Regions from separate parts of the Mus musculus genome. Here regions 1 and 3 are each linked to region 2. A link is a contact called in public HiChIP or PLAC-seq data. All regions are on one chromosome and are shown on one strand. Each heading gives the region's core, a stretch centred on a gene start, on an enhancer-like site or on the middle of the called end of the contact. The rest is flanking DNA. Distances are from core to core; before and after follow the strand shown.

Evidence for each region. HiChIP or PLAC-seq counts read pairs in DNA pulled down with a chosen protein or histone mark.
Region 1: a contact with region 2 is called in an H3K27ac HiChIP or PLAC-seq map of extraembryonic endoderm stem cells, with 5 times the contacts expected there. The contact joins the promoter of Nxpe3 here to the enhancer-like site in region 2. A contact is called at or near these places in 8 of 115 datasets of contacts at active chromatin or transcription factors (the 230-238 cell line, bone marrow-derived macrophages, effector CD8 T cells and 4 more) and 3 of 9 other capture datasets (adipose tissue, embryonic stem cells and liver).
Region 3: a contact with region 2 is called in a FOXA1 HiChIP or PLAC-seq map of pancreatic cancer cells. The contact joins the promoter of Nfkbiz here to the enhancer-like site in region 2. A contact is called at or near these places in 12 of 39 promoter capture datasets (the C10 cell line, the HPC-7 cell line, cancer-associated fibroblasts and 9 more), 2 of 15 datasets of contacts at CTCF or cohesin (CD8 T cells and pro-B cells), 13 of 484 Hi-C or Micro-C datasets (B cells, the Patski cell line, Th2 cells and 8 more), 46 of 115 datasets of contacts at active chromatin or transcription factors (the 230-238 cell line, CD8 T cells, the HPC-7 cell line and 35 more) and 4 of 9 other capture datasets (adipose tissue, embryonic stem cells, liver and 1 more).

Annotation. Positions count from the first base shown.
Region 1 is chr16:55,893,913-55,896,612 of GRCm38.p6, reverse strand. Nxpe3 (neurexophilin and PC-esterase domain family, member 3) reads left to right here and starts at 1,334. Exons shown (of 6, transcript NM_001134457.1): 1 at 1,334-1,685.
Region 2 is chr16:55,531,646-55,534,345 of GRCm38.p6, reverse strand. The region is part of intron 1 of Gm45968 (a long non-coding RNA gene); the gene reads left to right. Among named protein-coding and RNA genes, the nearest start is that of Mir5118, 38 kb to the right of the region's middle. Within about 2 kb of position 1,440, at least 46 of the 459 cell types and tissues checked have an H3K27ac peak or open chromatin away from gene starts, as enhancers often do. A contact at or near this core is called in cancer-associated fibroblasts, colon epithelium, embryonic fibroblasts and 7 more, where this site is marked.
Region 3 is chr16:55,820,695-55,823,394 of GRCm38.p6, reverse strand. It overlaps Nfkbiz (nuclear factor of kappa light polypeptide gene enhancer in B cells inhibitor, zeta), which reads left to right and starts at 1,257. Exons shown (of 12, transcript NM_001159394.1): 1 at 1,257-1,627. The coding sequence starts at 1,342.

The DNA.
Region 1 (2,700 bases), core at 85-2,584, 360 kb before region 2:
TTTGTGCTACACAAACACTTAACAGGTGGGAAGCCATTCCCCGGAGAGTGGTTGACCTATCAGGGTCCATACCCTTAGGAAAACAGTATCTCCTGTTCCCAGATGCCATCATTGGGTCTTCAGTTAATGTGTGTGTACACATGAACCCTTTGTCCTGCCATGTGAGAATGTTGGTGGGTTGGTTTTGTTCAAGTCTTGTAGAGGCAAGCACAGGTGCTCTGCGTTCATGAACCCAGTGGTCTTATTATGCCCCGAAGACAGTTGTTTTGCTTCTGTTCTTCCTGACCTCAGGCTCTTATAGCTCCATTGTCAATAAATATAATGATAATTAATGACAGTTGGAATTCATATCGATTCTACTTCAACTTGGGACTAAGTCTGAGGGCAGACTTTTTTTTTTAACATTTTTTAAAAAGATGTATTTATTTAATGTATATGAGTACACTGTAGCTGTCTTCAGACACACCAGAAGAGGGCGTCAGATCTCATTACAGATGGTTGTGAGCCACCATGTGGTTACTGGGAATTGAACTCAGGACCTCTGGAAGAGCACGCAGCCAGTGCTCTTAACTGCTGAGCCATCTCTCCAGCCCCAGACTCCACCCCATCCCCCAGCATTTTGCTCTGGTTAAAAGTAAGTCCAACCCCACTGTGCTCTAAGCCAGGAACGTCTTTTGTCCCACACAGGCCTTTCTGTCCTCTAGAAACTCCTCTCAGTATCTCAGATTCACCAAGCTGCTTTTGACATAAAACGTCCAAACTAGGGTAATCCAGCATTGAGGGTGGTTTGGGTGGAATATCCTGGCGCTTTTGCCAAGAACTAACTTCAAAGAGAGAAGCTTCAAGATCTCTATGCTCACGTTTGGCAAGCAGTGTTTCTCTGGTACCAGCAGCTCCGCCACTGCTAGGCCAGCATTGTGGTTAGTTCTCAGGAAGAGAATCGGTTGAGGGGACGCTCCGGGGAAACGCTGATGTCCGAAGGTCATCTGTATTTGTGTCTCCAAAAGGGTCCAGCCCTCGGGCTAGAGTGTATCTCCGGAGGTACACAGTCATCCTAACCCAAGCTCCCTGGGGCGGTCGGGTAGCACAGGCAGTGCCAACTCCTTGTTTCGCCACTGGGCACATCACTCAGCTTGCGCGGCTGTCAGTCAACATCCCCGCTCCGCCCCGCCCCGCCCATAGTCGGACCAATCGTAGCCGGGGGTCGGGGGTGAGGCTCCGTAGCGCGGTCAGGAAGCCGGGAGAGAACAGCCTGGCGCGGAGGCCCCCGATCGGAGCGTCCACATCCCGTGGGAGGGCGAGCGGCGAGCGAGACCGGAGACCCGGTGAGTGCGAGCTGCGACTATGCGCGCGGCGGGGCGGAGCCTGTCCCGAGAGCGCCCGGTGCGGCGTGCCTCGTGCGCCCCGCAGCTGCAGAGCCCTGTGTTCCGCGCGCGGACCTCGGGTCCCTAACGTCCCCGGCCGGGTGTAGGGAGCTGCGGCCCCGGGAGTCCCAACTGCGTTCCAGAGCCCGGGAGCCGAGGCCCCGGTCGAAGACGCAGGCAGAGCTTCAGCCCTGGGCTGCGACTGCCAAGGTCCGGATGATCCGAGCCGCTGCAGAGAGGATGCAGGGCGAGCCTGAACATCTCCATCCTCAGTTTCTCCACTTGCTGCAGCGCCGCAGCGCCTGGTAGCAGGCACCTCAGGTGACCTGTACCCGAGAGCGCAGTCAGGCCCCTCTCCTCCCCCCAACCCCCACCCCTTACTTCTCTTCTTTTTTCCACTCCCAGTGCAGAGAGCTTGGCGACACTGCACTTGGTCCCTATCGCCAGTCTCATCGCTGCTGTGGCGCCAGCTGCTTCTTATCTTGTTGTCTCCTCATACTTTGGACTACCCAGGCCTTACTGAGCTGCAGTTTTGGAGGCATCAGAGAAGTCATGCAGGGAGGAACATGTGTGTGACAGTCCTCTGTGGGATGTTGAGATCTTGGCTTGTGTTCTGTCTCTGCTTGACTCAAGTTCAGAAGGGCAGTGGTGCTCAGAGAGGTTGTGAGGCAGGATTTTGCAAAAATGTATATGAAAGTGTAATTTCCCCCTTGCTTTTCATCAACAATAGATTATTGCCGTGTTCCCAATGGATGAAGAATCACACTGCCTGGTGATTGTGTTCTCTTCCTGTAGGCATTATGTGTCATTTGGAATATTAGGGTGTCTTTGAAGCTGGCAGGTTGCCAGGACCCTCATGACTGTCTGATTCCTCTCAGGGGGAGGGCACACCATACTTTAACCCAGCAGTGTGGGGGGCTCTGTCCCCTTTTGACTGGGCTTACTATCTTCTTTCCATGTCTGTTGTTTTCATAATTTCTTCTGGGTTGACCAAGTGTGTAATCGGCTACTGAGAAAGGAGCTGAAGGAAGGTCACTGAAGAGGGAATGGTTGTTCCTAGTGCTCCAGAATCCAGTTGTCCTGAGAGACCATGGCAAGGCACAGTTCAAAATTCATTTTAGTACCACTAGCCCTTGCCAACTGAAGTAAGCAATGCCCCCTGGCCACTCTATTTAGTGGTTCTTCTACTTGGCAGTCTACTGTAGCTATCTAAGGGATATCAAGGGTTTCAAAGTAAGCGATGCCAAAGGATCCAAGCCTAAGGTGTAGACATAGGAAAAGCAGAACCAGCAAAGGTGTTGGCCTCCTAAGGTGTAAAGAAAATTCATTTGCAGAG
Region 2 (2,700 bases), core at 191-2,690:
GAATTGGACAAGTTAAAGTCTTGACCATTAGAAAGATGTTGAGGTTAAAAATCATAGATATTCTCTCCAAGTCATGCTGTATACATAGCTTTCTGATTTATTTCATGGAACACATATCACAGCACTGCTTTGGAGTTCCCTGAATAAAACCTGATAGTTCAGACTGTAAAGTAAACAACAAAATCCATCCCCTCTTTATCACTGAATACTCCTGGAGATAAAAATTCTTTTTAGAAATTAGGACATCTGTTACCTTAAAGGCTATATTTTAGAAATGAGCGCGTGCGCATGTGTGTGTGTGTGTGTGTGTGTGTACATATTGTAGGGCTCAAAGGAAAAAAATGGCAAATGATATAAAGAACTTCACGTTAAGAGAGTTAATATTTTACCACTCTTGCTATCTCTCTTTATTACTTCTTTTTCTCTTGAGTGTTTCAAAGCTAATACCAGGAATTTTATCATTTTGGAACACACACCTCTAGTCAAAAAAGTTTTTTTTTTATTTCATAACTATGCCATTACTCAGCCTGATGAAAATTGAAAATATTCCTTCATGCTCTCTGATATTGAATATCCTCCATTAGCGTCCTGGTTTGGACTCTGACCCACCCGATTCATTTTAACCCAGTTAAGACACTGGTCTCTCATTAGTGGATTTACAAGGGGGACAGTGAACTATTCCTTCTTCATTTCAAAGCATCACTTATACCTTCATTTCCAATGTTCTCTCATTTTTCAAACTTGAATCCAGTTGCCATAGGGAAATGAGATCAATAAGTGAGAGTCATGCTAAGTTATTTTTCTGGTAAGAGATATTAACTCAAAATTTTAGAGTTCCTTCTGATTAGAGCCACATTCCTCCTCCGCCCTTGGGGAACTAGAGAAAAAGAGTGAGCCCAGTTGCCCGGTATAAAGCAGAGCTCCCTCCTGGGAAGCAAGGAGTTTTCTGTTCATGAGACTGGCATGGTTGTGTATATTTTCAAATATCTATAGTAGCATCAGCTGTAGTGGGCCACCAGTTTCTGCATTTAGTGGACTCTTATTTAGTGCTCATTGTGTGCCAAGTATATTAATAACAAGAGCACAGGGCATAAGGCAAAATGTATGATAGGGAAATTGCAATAAAGTACAGTAGGTCTCAATAGCAAATTACCTCTCTATCGGGATGATATTGGTCAAAGGGGCATTTAGCTTGGACTTTAAATGACTTGTAAACTTTGAATAATAGGAGAGGAAAGTGGTCCGTGGTAGAAGAGGGTGTAAGCAAAGGCAGGTGAGAAGGGAGGTCAAAGCACTGCAGGTGAGTGGTGACAGCCAGGAGAACATGGCACTCTCTTTAGGCCAAACACCACATAATGTCGTGACTAGCCATGCTGTGCAGCTAGGTGTAGCTATATAATAACCCAGTAAACAGAGATTCCGGTAACTCCTATCAGTTGCTGCTGCTGGGAACTATTAGTCATCCAACATACTTTGGATGTCAAGACAATGATTGTTAATGAGTGACCAAGCAAGAAAGCTGATGACTGTTCAAGACATCCAGTGCAAAGAGATGTAATAATTAATCCATTATTTTACCTCCATGTGGTTGGGAATTTCTCAACTACCTCAGAAAGGTTCGGAAGGTCAAATTCTATTCAGTAAAGGTTTTTGTGTGAGACTAGGTCTTCCTCTTTGAACGGCTTATTCATTATTCTCATGTAATGTTTTGCTTGTTTTCTTAATTTTTCAAATTTTAAGCTATGTTGATAACATATTAAAATTTGTATTGATTCTGAAACAAGGCTTGTAACAGATGCCATTTAATGACTATAGATCAGATTAAAATAGTTGACAGCGTTATTGCTTAGAGTTTGTTGTTCTGCATTTAGCATTGACCTACAGAAAAAGAGTTGTTCAGCATCCAAAACTAGAGCATGTCTTACAGTTTTGGGCAAAAGTGTCTTCTGTCATTCTCAACATGACCTAGAAATGCAGTTTCAGCTGACAGCGCTCCATGTGTTGATTTAGTGCTGGGCAATGTATCAGGTAGATGGTAATTACATGACATAATCCTCGTAACTATTGTCTGACAGAAATAAACACAATTGTCTTCATTGTAGAGGTAAGGGAACCAGAGCTTAGGAAGGGTTAGTAATTTATGCTGGATCACATAGGAGAAGCTGCAGAGCTGGTTTTGAAGCTCGTCTCTCTGTTGTGACAGGGCACAGAGCATCTGTGCATGACGGGGGCTCACACGTTGAAACAAGAAGCTGGTGGAAAGAGAATAATCTGATGGGTCTCTTCCCCTGTCTGCCTCTCCCAGACCCCACCCTTTTCCTCATTTCTGGCTCTTTAATTCTTCAAGCCTCTGTCTCTTTGTTCTCTTGACTGAATTTTCTGGTTGATTACTATTAACTGACTTTACTGGCTTATCTTTAGGGTGTTAGACCTTTCTCACAGGGGAATTAGGAAGACAAATAGCAAGAAATCAATGAAGGAATATAGACTATGTCATCACATTGTAAATTCTGGGTTTGCATTGCCCTAGAAGCATAAAGAAGGCAGGGGAAGGTCTGAAGTCTAGGAGACAATACTGCGCTAGAGTTGTGTCCTCAAAGAAGAAAACCCATCCATGCAGGTGAGGTGTAGGAAGGGCTCTTTAGGTGGGTGTGTTTATATTTAGACACCGAAAAGTACTGCAGACTGCTGGCCAGTGGA
Region 3 (2,700 bases), core at 8-2,507, 290 kb before region 2:
CATTTCTGCCAGCTTCAGATTCCCTCACGTTAAAGTTCTAGTAACTTCGCTGGTCCCTGTAGGTGCTCCGCTCAGGTTACCTTTCACATTTATGCTATTTTCCCTTTGGCAGTCCTAAAAGGCACTGCGGATTCTTCCCTGACTCCTGGCCTTAATTCTTGGCAGATGATTTTCCTGCAAACGCTTTAGGGCCATCCTTTAGGGCTCATCTCATTCTTTGCGAAGACTTCCCCCTTCTCCCCCTCTCCACAAGAAAGTCTCTTTTTAGGCTGTTCACTGAACTTTGTACCTCTCACGATGTTTAATCATAGTCAGTTTCTTTTCATCGGTGTGTGTATACCTTATCCCCACGTGTTAAGATGTTACTTGAAAATTTAGACTTAATCATTCATTCTTTCTCTCCCTTAAAAATAAACTTCCCTTGACGGTTCGCTAGTTGGATTTGCGGCGGAAGTATAAACATTGAAAAAAGTATTCAAGGTAGAGGCATCAAAATCCCTGTGTTTATCAGGACTAGGTCAAGTTGTGCAGAATAAAACGTTACATAATACGTAAAAAATAATATAAAACATACAAAGAATATACACGCATATATGCGTATTCATCATTTTGCTAGAAGCTTTTTTCTAGTATTGAAGGATACGAAAGGGTAGTCATTGCTGTTTATTCTAATACTGTACTAAAAAAAAAAAAAAGATTGCTTATGGCCCAGATATGAAGTTAGAGAAACTGCAAGAGCTCTGAAATTGAGTCCAGGCCAGAAAGTCCGCGGGCAACCGCTTCCAGGTTTGGAGGCGGGCTAAATGTTGGAGGCAAGGGAGGAGACTGAACTCTGCACGCACCGCTCTGGCTTCCCACTCCCCGAACTGGGCGGACCTGTTCTTGCAGCAGCCCGGGGCTCCCGCTCGCCCCCGGGCATCGCAGCCCCTGCGCAGACAGCGGTTGCCGCGGACCCCGGGCCCCTGGGGATGCGGTGCGTCCAGCGAAGGCCAACCGGGGAAACTTGGAGCTGGCCCCGACGGGGGTTCGGGGCGCGGGTGCTAGCCGGGGTTTCCAGGTGAGCCGCCGGAAAACAACCGGTCGGCCCGGGCGGGGCGGGGCGAGGGCGGAGGGCACATTGCCTCATCCCGGGCATTTTACTGGAAACTAGACACATCCGGAGGCGGGGCGGGAGGCAGCCCAGGCGCCGCCTCACCGGGCGGAGCGCGGAGGAGGAGGTCAGTTCATTTAAATAGCCCGGTCCCCTCCGGGCGCGCACGTACTAGTCGCTCTGCCGCAGCCAACCGCGTAGCCATCCGGTGGCGCAGGTGTCTGGGGACCCCGAGCGCCTAGCCTGGGAGCATGATCGTGGACAAGCTGCTGGACGACAGCCGCGGCGGAGAGGGGCTGCTGGACGCGGCCGGCGACTGCGGCCTCATGACCAGCCCGCTCAACCTGGCTTACTTCTACGGCGCCTCGCCTCCTTCCGCCCCCGGCGCCGGCGACACCGGCTACCTGTCCGCCGTGCCCTCCGCGCCCGGCTCGCCCGGCTCCGACTCCTCCGATTTCTCCTCCACTTCCTCCGTGTCCTCCTGCGGGGCCGTGGAGTCCCGTCCCAGAGGTGGCGCCCGCGCCGAGCGCCCTCAAGGTACCCACCCGCGAGATTCCTTGCCCCTCTATTCGGGGTTCACACGCTGGGAGGATGGGGAGGGACTTCCCTCCACCCCCCCCCCCCCCCATAGTCGAGACGTTAAGCGGCCCCTGTGACTTCCTTAGCGGCCGGACAGACGCGAATAGTCATGAGTGATTAGATGCCTTGTCCTGATTCTGGCACGTTGTCCTTGCCTAGACCTCTGCGGAGTCCAGCGCCCAAGGGACCCTGAGGGCTAGCGCGCTGGCTTCCTGGAAAAGAACTTGAGAGCCTCGGATTCTCTTTTCTTCCATCTCATAACCTTTTCCCTTTTCACTTCTCCCCCGACCTCCGAATTCAAGAACCTCTGAGAAATTATAACACTATTATGAGGTTTTTGGAGCTGATGGAGAGAGATGTAGTTTCCTTCTTGTAACTCTTTCAGTGAGAAGCAGTGGCAGAGGGTAAAGCGTTGGGAACTGGATTTTTAAGACACCCGTATTCCTAATCTATTTGTAGGGATGAATCAAAGAAAACCCACTTTTCGGGACGTAGAGGAAAGCCTGGTTCAGAAAAGTGATTTAGTGTTCTGCGCTTAGTTTACGATGTTGGCGGTTCAGAGGCCTGCTCAGAATTCTGATTTTCTCTGTGTGCTTGAGAATGGAAAAGTTACATCTAGCGAAGCCCTTTCTTTAGCTGCGGGTTGTATGGTTTCCTTTCTTCACGAACCGAGTTGCATAATTTGGGGGGGTGGGGGAGGGAGAAACAGGATGCAGCTGTGGGTAGATTTAAACACCGCCTAAATTTTCTCAGTTGTTGGAGCTTCTCATCGCAATTATTTTAAAGAATGACCCCTTGCTGTTCCTTAACACTGGCTACTCATAAGCTTTGGTTGTCTTTTATTTTTAAAAAGTTATTTTTTGATTTAAAACACTGTGCCTTAAGCCACAGTGTTGCCCACAGCTCCCTGAAAAGCGCGGTGTGCGTGCTTTGACAGCCCTTTCTGAAGTTTGTAGGCCCGTGGACATCTGGCTGAACCCATCGATTGTTTCTAGTTCTTGGTTTACCACACAAGCCATGGGAGATTCCTG